Regions from separate parts of the Mus musculus genome. Here all the other regions are linked to region 2. A link is a contact called in public Hi-C and HiChIP or PLAC-seq data. All regions are on one chromosome and are shown on one strand. Each heading gives the region's core, a stretch centred on a gene start, on an enhancer-like site or on the middle of the called end of the contact. The rest is flanking DNA. Distances are from core to core; before and after follow the strand shown. Region 1 overlaps Macrod2 (mono-ADP ribosylhydrolase 2). Region 2 overlaps Macrod2 (mono-ADP ribosylhydrolase 2). Region 3 overlaps Macrod2 (mono-ADP ribosylhydrolase 2).

The links. Hi-C and Micro-C count contacts between places; a contact is called where the count stands out from the background. HiChIP or PLAC-seq counts read pairs in DNA pulled down with a chosen protein or histone mark.
Region 1: a FOXA1 HiChIP or PLAC-seq map of pancreatic cancer cells shows a contact between it and region 2. The contact joins two enhancer-like sites. A contact is called at or near these places in 2 of 484 Hi-C or Micro-C datasets (liver and pancreatic cancer cells) and 1 of 115 datasets of contacts at active chromatin or transcription factors (pancreatic cancer cells).
Region 3: a contact with region 2 is called in a Hi-C map of epidermal suprabasal cells, with 2.0 times the contacts expected there. The contact joins two enhancer-like sites. A contact is called at or near these places in 1 of 484 Hi-C or Micro-C datasets (epidermal suprabasal cells) and 1 of 115 datasets of contacts at active chromatin or transcription factors (pancreatic cancer cells).

The regions. Positions count from the first base shown.
Region 1 is chr2:141,285,785-141,290,215 of GRCm38.p6, reverse strand. The region is part of intron 5 of Macrod2 (mono-ADP ribosylhydrolase 2); the gene reads right to left. Among named protein-coding and RNA genes, the nearest start is that of Gm25583, 350 kb to the left of the region's middle. Within about 2 kb of position 1,650, at least 42 of the 459 cell types and tissues checked have an H3K27ac peak or open chromatin away from gene starts, as enhancers often do. A contact at or near this core is called in pancreatic cancer cells, where this site is marked.
Region 2 is chr2:140,788,234-140,792,570 of GRCm38.p6, reverse strand. The region is part of intron 3 of Macrod2 (mono-ADP ribosylhydrolase 2); the gene reads right to left. Among named protein-coding and RNA genes, the nearest start is that of Flrt3, 120 kb to the right of the region's middle. Within about 2 kb of position 2,005, at least 81 of the 459 cell types and tissues checked have an H3K27ac peak or open chromatin away from gene starts, as enhancers often do. A contact at or near this core is called in epidermal suprabasal cells and pancreatic cancer cells, where this site is marked.
Region 3 is chr2:141,264,885-141,269,072 of GRCm38.p6, reverse strand. The region is part of intron 5 of Macrod2 (mono-ADP ribosylhydrolase 2); the gene reads right to left. Among named protein-coding and RNA genes, the nearest start is that of Gm25583, 370 kb to the left of the region's middle. Within about 2 kb of position 2,297, at least 20 of the 459 cell types and tissues checked have an H3K27ac peak or open chromatin away from gene starts, as enhancers often do. A contact at or near this core is called in epidermal suprabasal cells and pancreatic cancer cells, where this site is marked.

The sequences.
Region 1 (4,431 bases), core at 401-2,900, 500 kb before region 2:
AAAAAAAAAAAAAATGGCATTAACTTTTTTTTATGGCTTTCAAATAGGCTATAAGGCACTTCCAAACCCAGAGGAAATCATTTCAGGAGAGCAAAATATTTAACCATGAAATTCAGGTTATCACTGTTTCTGTACAAGCCTCTTAAGGACTTGATTAGGCACATATCCCTTGCATAGCCATATGGAAAAAGTCCACAGGAGCCTAACCAAGACTTTTGTGTCAAGTCCTTCATAGATAAAGAGATCCCACAATTTTATCTTTGAACAAGGATTTGGTTCCCAGGGAATGCCAAAATGCTGAAGTTTTAAGGTAAGAACTGGTGCTGAGCAGTCTGTCAGCAGTGGCCTTGCTAGGGTGGGCTTCATGCATCTTTTATCCCTCACATGATGCCAGCCTGAACTAATTTTGAGGCTTTCAGTTCATGTCCTGAGATTTGGATTTTTTTAAAATGAGAGCTTCCCATTCCTGACCAGTTCTCAGAGCCATCATACCATAAACCCAACGTGTATAATCAAGTGGGAACCTTCCTCTTTTATTTATTTACTTTCGCCTCTTCTGCTGTAGTGACCTTAGAGTCATGGAATGTAGGAGGCATCTGAGCTGTCTTAGTTGAATGCTGGGAGAGATAAAGACTATAATTAAGGGTCTGCCTAACAATGGAGCTGCAGGAACTAAAGGTCACACCCCATAAAGGTGGATAACCATAGGGAAACTCAGGTGAGCTGCCCTGCTCTGGGCTCTGGCCTAGACTAGATTATTCATTAACTTTAATGAAGGTCCTAAAGAGATGCCTAAGGGGGGAAGAAACTCATTTGAAGATAGTATTGCAGAAATTTCCTCATCTCTGCCTGAAATTAAGACCAAAGCTTTCTGCTTAACCTTTCTTTAAACAAGCAACAAGAAGAGCCCAGCTATTCAGACTGGGCCAGGTGCCATGTGTTCAGTGGCCCAAGAATACCTTAACAGCTGTTCCTATGCCAATTATGAAGTCTGTCTCCTATGAGGACAACTTCCTCAAGATAAAATCCAAAGGTTATCAAATGTCAGACTACAATCAGAGGCCACAGCATATGACCACTCCTAAATACCTTACTACAGTCTCTGGATGCTTAGTCCTGGCATTTCTTAGGTTAGAAAGAACCATAACCATTTATCCCTCTTAAAAAAAAAAACAAAAACAAAAAACAAAAAAACAAAAAACAAAACAAACAAACAAAAAACCAGGGGACAGCTAAGATTTAAAACTACACTCATTAAGTCACCGAAAGCTACTCCATCAGCTGTAAGCACTTGTTAATCCATCTTGCCAACAGCTTAGCCCTGACAAGTTTCCTTTGGAAGGTGAGCCTTTATAAGCAGCCCTGGGATGCAGTTCTCCGTGGATGGGACCCAAAAGCCTTGTCAAGTGGATGCACAGCTTCCTCTATACAACCTCCAGCTGGAATCCAAAAGGGCTGGTGGACGGACACCGGAGACACATGATCGCTTTACTAAAAATAATAGTTATTAGTCAAAGTGAGCTTCCTTCCTCCACGAAGCAGTAGTGAAAACATCTACAGGAAATTCAAAAAGGTTTCCTGGTGAAGAATGTAGCTGGAGGCAAAGTTCAGGACTGGTGTTTGCTTTGGCACGCAGAGGTGACAATGTGACTAAGTTGGCCAAATCGGAGAGACTCAATGTACAGTGTGATTGAGTGAAGGATCTTGTGTTAGCCAACACTGCTTGTGGAGTTTGAAATGGCAGTGCTGTGACTTCCAAGGAAACCCCTCCAAGAACGGAAATACCTTTGATTCATTGCTACCTTTATAAGAATGTGTCAATTCAAGTAATTTTACTAAATGTACATCAAAATGGCCAAGTACGGTACATTAGGGCATAATGCTGTCTCATTTGAAAGTTATATGCTAGCTCTCAGAGTCAATGGAAGGAGCTAATAAGCACAAATTGTCATCTGATGTTTCATTCTTATGCCGTTTTGATACAGATACAATCTGATTAAACCAGAAAGGGAGAAGGAAACAAGAAGTGGTGGGGACAAACACAAAACAGGTTTTCTTCTGCTCTGTTTATTCTCCTCAGAGTAGATGGCTTCAGCTCTGCCACCAAAAATAATTCCCCCAAATCTTGTATTTCCAGGAAGCTTTTTCTTCATTTATTAGCTTTCCCTTCACTTATTATTCTCAGATTGCAGCTATTTTTAAGCCCACAATGCCCTTCAACGTCTCTATAGTGTTCAATTTTCTTAATATATATCAGATCCAGGCTAGGTACTTACTATTATTTATTACATGTTACTTGACAACTTGCCCGCCCTTGCCCATCTAGCAGACTCTTTAATCTGGATGCAATGTCAACTGCTCTTTTACTCATTAAACCAAAGTAGCAGCTGGTTATAAGTCATCACACATGAGTGCATGTGTGTGCCCATATGTACACATACAAACACACACAGAGAGACAGAAAGACAGAGATATACACAGAGAGAAACAGAGACAGACAAAGTCAGAGAGAATGAGAAAGCGAGAGAGCAAGTGACAATGAAAAAGGAGCAGCCCCAGGGAAAAATTAAGAAAATTTAGATAATTCAGAATTTTCTTGGCTTTGCCCAGAAGTCAAAAAGAAATGGAATCTAAATATTGTGGACAACCCTACAAAATGTTGAAGCAGAAATTACTCTCACACCAAAATAATAATTATTAAATTAAAACAACCTCGTCAAGCCCTCTTCTCTGCACTGTCAATGGTGAATTCCCTGCTCCAACACTTCAAACCTAAAAGGCCCATTGTACCTTCCCCATTCTCAGCCTCCATTGCTATAACCCTAAGGAAATGACAATTAACTGTCTAATCAGCTGTAAAGCTAAGTGGAAATCATCTTCCCAGAAGGTGATAACAACATACTAGTCACTAAGTTATTAGAAGTCATTCACTACATATGTCAGATACCCTGTTCTCTACATTTTAAGACCTGTCTCCCTGATCAGAAAGTCATTGCTGCCACCAAACTGGACCATTCTCGTTATCTGTATTGAAGGATTTTTGTTTGGCAAAAGCCCAAATTTGTATATGCATGCATAAACGTCTGTGAGTATGTGATTGAGATTACAGTACAGCTTCTCCAAAGGACGGAATTTGGAGCTGATGCTAAAAATATAGAATGAACACCTGAAGTTCCCCAGGCTACAGGAGAAGAACGAGTATCCCAGCAATCCAAATCACATTTGAGAAAGTCAAAGGTGGGGAGCAGCAGTGATTTAATGTTTCCAAGAGTGAAGCTACTGCAGGAAGAAATAGAACAAGAGAGAGAGAGAGAGAGAGAGAGAGAGAGAGAGAGAGGCAAAGAGAGAGACAGAGAGACAGAGAGGGAGACAGAGAGACAGAGAGAGAAAGACAGAGACAGAGACAGAGACAGAGACAGAGATGAGACAGACAGAGAGACAGACAGAGAGACAGACAGAGAGACAGACAGAAAGACAGCCAGAGAGACCGAGAGAGAGAAAGAGAGACCTCCATCAGGACCTAGCCTGTGATGCCAGAGTTCTTTTGCTTCTTCTCCAGTCCTATGGGGATCTGAACTGCTGCTTCATGTACTTTATCAATGTGCAGGAAAGGTGGTGCAATTTGTCCTGTGGCTGCTGAAGACTGGAAGGTGCTAGCTGAACATGATCACAAGAGGAAAGCTCCGTGCAAAGGTGAGTCCTCTGTCTGATGGTTCCTTATTTGATGTGGGGCAAAGTGCCTTCCACTGCTCTAGTTTCCTCCTTTATAAAATGAGAATGATCACCGCCTCCATGGGTAGGAATGTTTTGAGAATGAAATATGGCACTGTTTACAAGAGCTCCAGGCATTTAGTAAGCATTAGCTAATATGCACAGCTGACGCGTTTCCTTACGAACAGGCTAATCCTGCAATGAAGGCTTATCACCCCTACCTTGCAGACTGTAGAGTGAGACTCAGGAGTCTAAGAATGTTATCAATGCCACACAGTTCATTTAGTGACAGGGACAAAAACCGAAACCCAATTTTTCTAGTTCCAAAGTTCATATTAATCTCTTTTATCAGCATGAATAGCTTCTCTGTGAAGAATTTCCAATGTGAGAACAAAGGCTACAAACTGCTCTGTAAGTTCCTCATTAAGCAAAATGACTCATGAACTAACTGACCTCCCATATTGACAACTGTGAATAAAACTTGTGACCAAAACACTGACACTTGTGTCGAAACACAATTCAAATAACTAATCAAAAAGCCATTTCTTTTTTTTCCAGGAAACTCACAGTATTGGGAGGTAGATTTCCCTGAAAAAAGCAATTTAAAAATATGCTCCTTTTAAAATCAGTTAACAAGATATTATTGTTCACTTTGAGAGAATATTTCTTTTCCTTTTGCTCTCAGGAATCTGTGAAACTACAATATAATGACTTTTTTAG
Region 2 (4,337 bases), core at 756-3,255:
TGCCATTGGGTTGTGGGCATTTTTATATGATTGGGAATACACATTTGGTACTATAAATCTTATTCAAAAGCCTATGACTGGTGAGGCTATGGATTAAAGAGGTGGACTCTTGTTTCGTTAATTAGGCATGATTTCAAATGACATTTTAAATATTTATGCTTATATTCATGGAGTAGTATAACTCTCAGCCCAAGCAAAAAAATCTCCCTTTGGAAGAGGATGGCATTTAAAGCAGAAACTCATACCTGGTCAATGTGATGAGACTCAGTGACTGTCCTGTGCTCAGCTCTGAATAGGACATCTCTACCATCCTTCTCCTCAAGGGCTGGGAAACATCATGAAGAGGGAGTCAAAAAATGTAGGACATGGTGATGGGGGGGGGGGGAGTTGGGGGTTTGCCAAAATGCTGCCATCTAGGGATGACAGGCAATTACAATGAATACTTGCACTAAATTGGACCATTTAATGTTCCATTGTGCACAGAACAAGTATTCATGGGGCCTTGTCCTTTCCTGACTGCTAATGGTTGCTATAGGATCATGGTTTTCAACAATGTAGCCATTAGAGACCGAATTAGGAGAAGGAGGGATTCAGTTGAAAAGAGGACAAGAGAAGTTAATAGAAGGTGAGTATAATCACAGTAATAATATATGTATGAAAACATCAAAAAGGTTTTGAAATTATATCTCACCCCTGCCAAATGGCTACCATCAAAACACATATGACGATAAATCCTGGTGAAGATGGAGGGTAAGGGAAACCCTTATTTACTGTTGATATGACTGTACACTTGTTCAGTCACTGTGGAAATCGGTATGGAGACTTCTCAAAAATTGAAACCATAAATGACATATGATCCAGGTATACCACCCCTGAGGCTAAATCACAAAATACTTAAATCAACATAGCACAGAGATAGCTGTAAATCCATGCTAATTCTCCACTCCTCAGAACAGGCAGGAACTAGAACTAGACAAAGTGTCTAGCAGTGGCTGAGTAGATACAGAGAAGATGGTATGTAAACAGAAAGTCATTTTATTAAGCTGTAAAGAAAAATGAAATCACATTTTCAGAAAAATGGATGCAACTGGAAGTCATCATGCTAACCAAAATAAGATAAATTCAGAAAGATGAATACTTCTTAGATTTTAAATGATGTATTTATATGTACTTATATGAGTATGTGAGTCACAGAAATAAGAAGATATCATGAGAGAAGTAGAAAATAAGGCAATTAAAAACATGTGATAAGCAAGCAGAGAACGGGATTAACTAAGGAAACAAAAAAGAGGAGGGGCATGGAGGAAAACAGGCGGGGAATGAATGTAGATAAAGTATAATGATGCACACATTATGTATATGTGCGTGTCATATATAAATATATATATATGTATGTATGTATATAAACATGCACATTTGTGTGAACCTAGAAAATTAATATAATAAATAAAGATTTTTTTAATTTGGTGAAATAATGTTGGGATCAAATTAGCAAATTAACTGAGGCCATCTAAATTTAAAATAGGGTCCAAACACTTCCATTCCTTCAGATTCATCAGAGCCCTTGAGAAGCACTGTGATAGCAGAAATATGTTCGACTTCTTCAAAAGATGAGAGGCAGTGCCTGTCTAATTAAGAACCCATACTCTGAATTTCTGGGAATCTGGCTCAAATATTGGTTTCAATACTAAACATTAGCTTTCTTAGCTTTTCTGTATCTTAATTTCCTAACCTATGAAGTATTTTTCTTTTAGCATAAATTAAGTACACAGAGTAAATTGTGATAGCAGTCCTACCTTACAAGTTTATTAAAACTAAGGATACAGTGAATTGCAGAAACCTTTAGTACTGTGTGATTCCATTAACTACTAGAAAAGAAGGGAATCAACAAATCAGAAGTCCATGTATGAAGAGTGAAAGACAGAAAGGACGGCAATACAGAGTGTGACAAGACCTCAGGGTTAGTCATCAGCAAGGGAGTGGCTGCTTCTTCCTGGCCACTCAGATGACTCACTCCCTGGGGCCACGTCAGAAGTGGGTATGACTGCATTCCAGGCCGTGGCTTATGAGTGAGCCGGTGATCACAGGTATCTCATAAAGTACATAAATCGTCAGCCCTCTATATTCTTTTCCATCTCCCCTGGAAATATATGGAACAGTGAGCTTGCAAAGTAGGGAGTCATTTACAACTCCAGGGGCAAGGACTTCCATTCTGACTTCCTGTGATTTGGAGGAATTTAAATTCTGGTAAATTAATTGATTTATGAATACCAACCTTTAGAGCAACTACTGGCAGCTTACATGAAATATAATTCTGGTTCTAGAATTTTCCTTATGATGATGTTTAGCTGAAATGAAACATACAGTTAAAAAAGGGGGGGGGGAGAAAATTTAGGGTCTCCCCTGCCTTTTATCCCTAAGCCACAGATAAAACTAATCTAGGCCAGAGGAAAAAGAGCTACATTGCATCACATGACACATAAGGGGCATCGAGTTCTGAAGGACTCAGGGAAACATGTGAACAATCTGGAGAGAGAAAGTCAACAGCCTTATAATGGAAACTATCATCATTACTTCAGCCTCACTATAAAGACCTATACACATCAGTGCTTTGTACAACACCATCTGAAAATGCTCACAGGAAAGTGTGTTCAGAAATTGCCTCACCATCTATTCAATAAATATTTAATGAGTGCTCACTTTAGGCAGACACTTCTCTTGAGGCTGAATATATGTTAAACAATCATGAAATCTCTCTTCTAGCTTACATCAAACTCTGGTAGTCAGAGAGGAAACAGGTGTAGCTGGGATAAGAAAGGTAAGTGGGCTATGTCAGGGTCCTGCAAATACAGAAGTGGATGCCCACAGTCATCTATTGGATGGATCACAGGGCCCCTAATGAAGGAGCTAGAGAAAGTACCCAAGGAACTAAAGGAGTCTGCAACCCTATAGGAGGATCAATGATATGAACTAACCAGTACCCCCCAGAGCTGTGTCTCTAGTTGCATATGTAGCAGAGGATGGCCTAGTTGGCCATCAATGGGAGGAGAGGCCCTTGGTATTGCGAAGATCATATGTCCCAATTGAGGGAAATGCCAGGGCCAGGAAGCAGGAGTGGGTGGGTTGGGGAGTAAGGCAGGGGGGGAGTGTATAGGGGGCTTTGGGGATAGCATTTGAAATGTAAATGAAGAAAATATCTAATAAAAAATAGTTTACAGTGAAAAAAAAAGAAAAGAAAGAAAGGGAAGTGGGAAGATGAGATTGAGAAAGTCAAGAGTGGTCAGTTTACCCAGGCCCCTAAAGGATGTTTCTAAACTGAGGGATGGTTGAAGCAGGGAAATGACTTGAGCTAGCATACATTTCCTCAAGTTCACATTGCTACAAAGTATAAGTAGGCAAATGCCTAGTAAAGTGAGAGAGAAGATTGTCTCAGAAGCCCAGGAGAAAGATGCAGTGGTCTGAACAGTGATGTTGAGGTGATAGTATGTGAAAATTCTTTCCAAAAATCACATTATGATGCTTTCATTCTATGTCAGCCTGTTCCAGGACCATAGTCCAGTAAGATTATAATGGTGCTAGAAATTGCCCACTCTACTGTCTATGTTTAGATACACTTACACGTTATAGTTAGTGCTGTGTTACAATCACATGTAATAATCACATACCATCTTGCTATACATGTTTGTATCCTTAGAGCACCAGTATATACTATATAACCCACGTGTATAGTGGGCTAGAAGTACCATCTATGATCTTTTCACAAGAAAGAGAATACCTAATGGTGTATTTCCCACAATGTATCCCATATTTAGGGTGTTTATGTACATGTGGTTTTGTAAATATACATAGACACATGGCAAAACTGATAAAGTTTTATTGTAACCTGCATTAAAAAATGTTAGAGAATGATATAAATCGGGTCAGAAATACCCAAATGGTTCTACTAAACTTCTGATGACAATGACCACAGAAACTAATTGAGGCATTTAGAGTTGAGCACTCAGGCTAAATATATAAATTAAGAAAAGAAACATCAAAGACATAATTCTGAAGTCATTTACCCATAGATTGCATGCAAACTTGTGAGAGTGGATGAGATCACCAGGGGATGAGTTTAGTAGAGCAAACAAAAGAGGCTTGGGAACTTCTTCGGAATATTCCAGTTTTTAGAGGCTACAGAGCTGAGAAGGAGCCAGGAGACACAGACAGAAAGCAAGGAGGAGAGCTGTGTAAATACTGACAGGCAGCTGCTGCATCCACTGCCGTATCATCCCGGGGTGGGTGCTGAGGAGGAGGAGGACCTCTGGTCAGCAATCTAAAGGATCTAAAAACTCAAC
Region 3 (4,188 bases), core at 1,048-3,547, 480 kb before region 2:
TTCTTACACACACACACACACACACACACACATGCTTTGTTAAGTTAAAACTATAACATCGATTATAAGATATGTAACAAGTTAAAATCTATTAATGACTTCAGTCATTAAAGGGTATAAAACAAAGCCAAGTTTAGTACAATTAAACAATGTGATTGGTGGACTTTAAGGTGTTACATCTAATAAAGAGCCTGAAATACTGAGAATCTGATATAGACTGGAATAGGATACAAAGCAAGTCCCTAACTTTTATATGAGATTTGGAGTGAGTCTGGTACCGAAAAAAAGTGTAAAATCTGAAAAGTCTTACTTAGGTTTAGTTTAGTTCATGATATTGTAAACTGTTATTTTGATGGTTTTGTCCTATGGCCTTCAAAAATACTAAAATTTGAAGGTACAAGTTAAGAGGACAGTATTAAGGAATTTTAAAATCATTTTCCAAATTCAAATGACTTTGAAAATGTGAAAGTATGTGGATTTTAAAACTACTTAAGATACAAACAGTAATGCAAAGCCAAAAAAAAAAAATACAAATTGTTATATGCATGCTTAACATTTCATTACTAGAAGAGTGACATGTGGTTGAAAGTGCCCTGAACTAACTACTGTCTAACACATGTGTTCTGGTTTGTTTATTTGTTTGTTTAATTTTAATCTTATGTGTATGAGTGTTTGCCTATGTGGATGCATGTGTATCACATGCCTGATGCCCACAGAGGCCAGAAGAGGATATTGAATCCCCAGGAACTGGAGTTACAGGAAATTGTGAGGTGCTATGTGGGTGTTGGCAATCAAAAGTTGGTTCAAGAGCCCTTAGCTGTTTAGTCATCTCAGACGCTTCAGAGTTATAACTTTGATTATTACCAAATTTGTAGGATTGAGACAGTGTCTATAACCCCTCAAGCAAGTCATTCTAGATCCTGGTGTCTTTAGTCTGCAACATCAAATTTTGGATTGAGTAATTTTAGGAATATTTAAATGACTACATTAGCTCATTGGAAAGTATCAAACTGATGCCTTTGCCTAATGTCAACAAAATGCCAAAGATTCTAATATGTTTTGTAAGGATGCATATATGCTGTGTCTATGTGTGTGTGTGTGTGTGAGAGAGAGAGAGAGAGAGAGAGAGAGAGAGAGAGAGAGAGAGAATGAGAATATAAGAACAAATCACAAATGTGGGTATGTTTCTATACATAATGAATATAGACTAAAATACAGCATAAATGGAGAAAGCTATCTCCACCCTGTGTTCACAACGTGCTTAATTTATCCTTAGCACATAAAGATGCCAGGTGTGATTAGTGTAAAATAAAACTCAGCAGTTTTTAGCAAGACAAGTGCCTCTCTAAACCACTCTCTGGGAAAAGGACTTAAGGGGGAGAAGGGGGAGGATAGAGACATACATTTTATTAGCTGTTCCCCCAACACCTCAGTCTATACCCTTCAGGAAATCTGTGTTAATTGAAGAGAAGTTGCTAAAATAATGTGCAGTTGGTGACATAGAAAGAGGCCAGCCTTTAAGGGATAGGAAGTCTCATCTCTAAGATGTTTTTCTCTATCCTATGTCAAAACCTACTCCTAGAAATAATGAGGGAGCAGAAGCCCGTTCTCCCCCTGAATTCTTTAGCAAAGCAGGGATAATGAGAGGACTTTTTAAGTGTCGTGGTGGGAGTGAGGCTAAGAATTTACTTTTCTAATAAAAGTCTTGTTGAAAAAGGCACAGAGTGCGGTAGATGAATTGCCACACATTAATTCTCCATATTAGAAAATAAAGAAAATCCTCTTTACCATTATCATTCAGCGCACAGGCACACTACCAAAGCTGACCAGGCAAGCGGATTTAGCAGAAAACACTATCATTATGTTCCAAAGTGGGCCACAAAGCACAAACCCCTCTCCCTCAAAAGCCTGTGAGAAAGATGGAGTGGAAACCTTCATCTAAGGAATAATTCTTTGCCACTTTTTCTCCCAGTGATATCACCAACCATTCAGAGGAGGGATAGAATCCATAATGGTCATCCCAATAGGTGTTGAATAGTGAAGGGTGGAGCCAGGAGGGGAGAAGGTGCTTCCCAGAAAAGGGTGGGAAGAGACCCTGAGGGCTACTGAGGAATAGACTCATGTGCAAATTGAGCTAGCTGACTGAGCTTCACTTGGGAGAATGGAGTAAGTGCAGAGGACCATTCATTGTCTTTTGCTCTCTTCTGGGATTAACTTGCTCTGTCTTGGGAAGAAAATTCTGACTAGAGACACTCCCTTGGGTGGGAACAGGAAGGGCTTCTCATGAGTAACCAAATGAGACAGTATTTCCTGAGTCCTCCCCTCTGAAGGTGGAGCTGCCACAGTGTCTAGACTAGTCAAGCAAGGCCTAAGGCTAATACTTTTGGTGAATCAGAGATTGCAAACAGATTCTCCTCCATGACTGGCATTTTAGAGGCCAGACAGGGAGTTGGAGACTCTAGATGAATTATAGATTCTCACCAGGAGGTCATCCATCCTGCTGATCCAAACCAGGAAAGATTAGAAAGAAGACTCTAACGCCGAGTTTTTTCTCCAGATTACACAGGGTGGCAGGAGAGAACCGACTTCCAAGAGTTGTCCTCTGAGCTCTACATGTCTGACATAAGACATAGACATACAGACTCAGACACACTCACATACACACACATACACACACACATATGAAGGCACACACACAAATGCAGGCACACACACACACATTACTACCACCACAGTATAACCACACATATACACACAAACATACACACACATGAACTAACACATATTGATACACATATTCACAAAGAAATTTATAATTTTTGAAGAAGAGGGTTCTTGCTACTATGTGTTGCCAAATGGTACTGTTTTACAGGGCCACATACTTCGTAACTCTGGGGGTACACTTCTTAGTGCTTCTATGATTATCTGTCTCTCTGTCATGACCATTTAAGAAAAATTTCCCCTTGTATTCTTGACTCTGTGAGTTTGGTAATGTTTGTTGATTTGCTGATATTTGGAGAGTGTAAGAAAGGGTAAAATGCAAATGGTGGGAGGGAAAGCTGGGTAGGAAGGAGGACCTGGTAGGCATGGTGAAACAGGGAGGGGCATGAGAATTGCTGCCCAGACTCTGACCCACTTTTACCCTTGGATACCTGTTCATGTTGGAAGCAACTATTTAAATAAACAAAGATCCCTTGGTGATAACTAGCTCAACATCTACATTACTTTACCTCCAGAGGAATAGTTTGAAATGAAGAAGGACAACATTTTTCAGTGGGTCTGAAGTGTGGCCTACACATCAGCCACGGGAACATTAGCTAGACATGCCAATCCACAGGTTGGACCCAAGCCTACCTAATCTGCCAACTGAGGGCAGGTAACAAACATCTCGGTGATTCAAAAATATGCCCAAGTCCCAAGGCAGCTTTGTTTAGGCAGACCAGGGAGAAAAAAGCCTAATAGGACAAATATATGAGATTTTTTTCAGAGTGGTTAGATAGGTTGCTTGCTGCTGAGGGTATAGGGTCTGGGCATAGAGATCATGAAAGAGTAGAAAGTAAGTAATTAGTGGGTTTTAAGTGTCTCTAAGGGAGGGTACAGAGCCAAATAAAGATAATCCTGGCTTGGACAAGACTGACTTGCCGGGACTTGTTTAGGAAATGCAAGCCTTGGTTTACCTGTTTATACTAAAGCAGGCTGTGCTGGCTGGGTTCTTTGTTCTCTTACCCATGTCTGAAGCAAACAGGACATGCAGATGAACTTCTAAAAAGGATGTGGGGGATGGGGTTCTGCATCCCTTCCTTTTATTTGTGTGTTTAAAAATCTAGATTTCTCTAGAAGATGCCTAACTGAGCCATGCCAAGAACCCTTACAATTAAAAGCCGACCATTTTCTCTTATTTGTAAGCAATCTTCCTCCATTTTTAATATCATGCATATGCAAACACATTTAAATCATATGAGCCTTTATAGCATCTGTGTGCTGGCAGAGTGGATACATAATGCCTAATATACATGTGTACTAGTAATCTGTGAAAATCAATGACTGTGTGCAACTCCAGCTTCTAAAATAGAATCTAAAGAGATCCAGTTAGTGCCAACACTACTTCATACAGTTCAGTTTAAACGGAACATGAGCTGTAGGTAAGAGTGCGTGTGAAAATATGATCAGAGAAAACTCAAAGGCAGA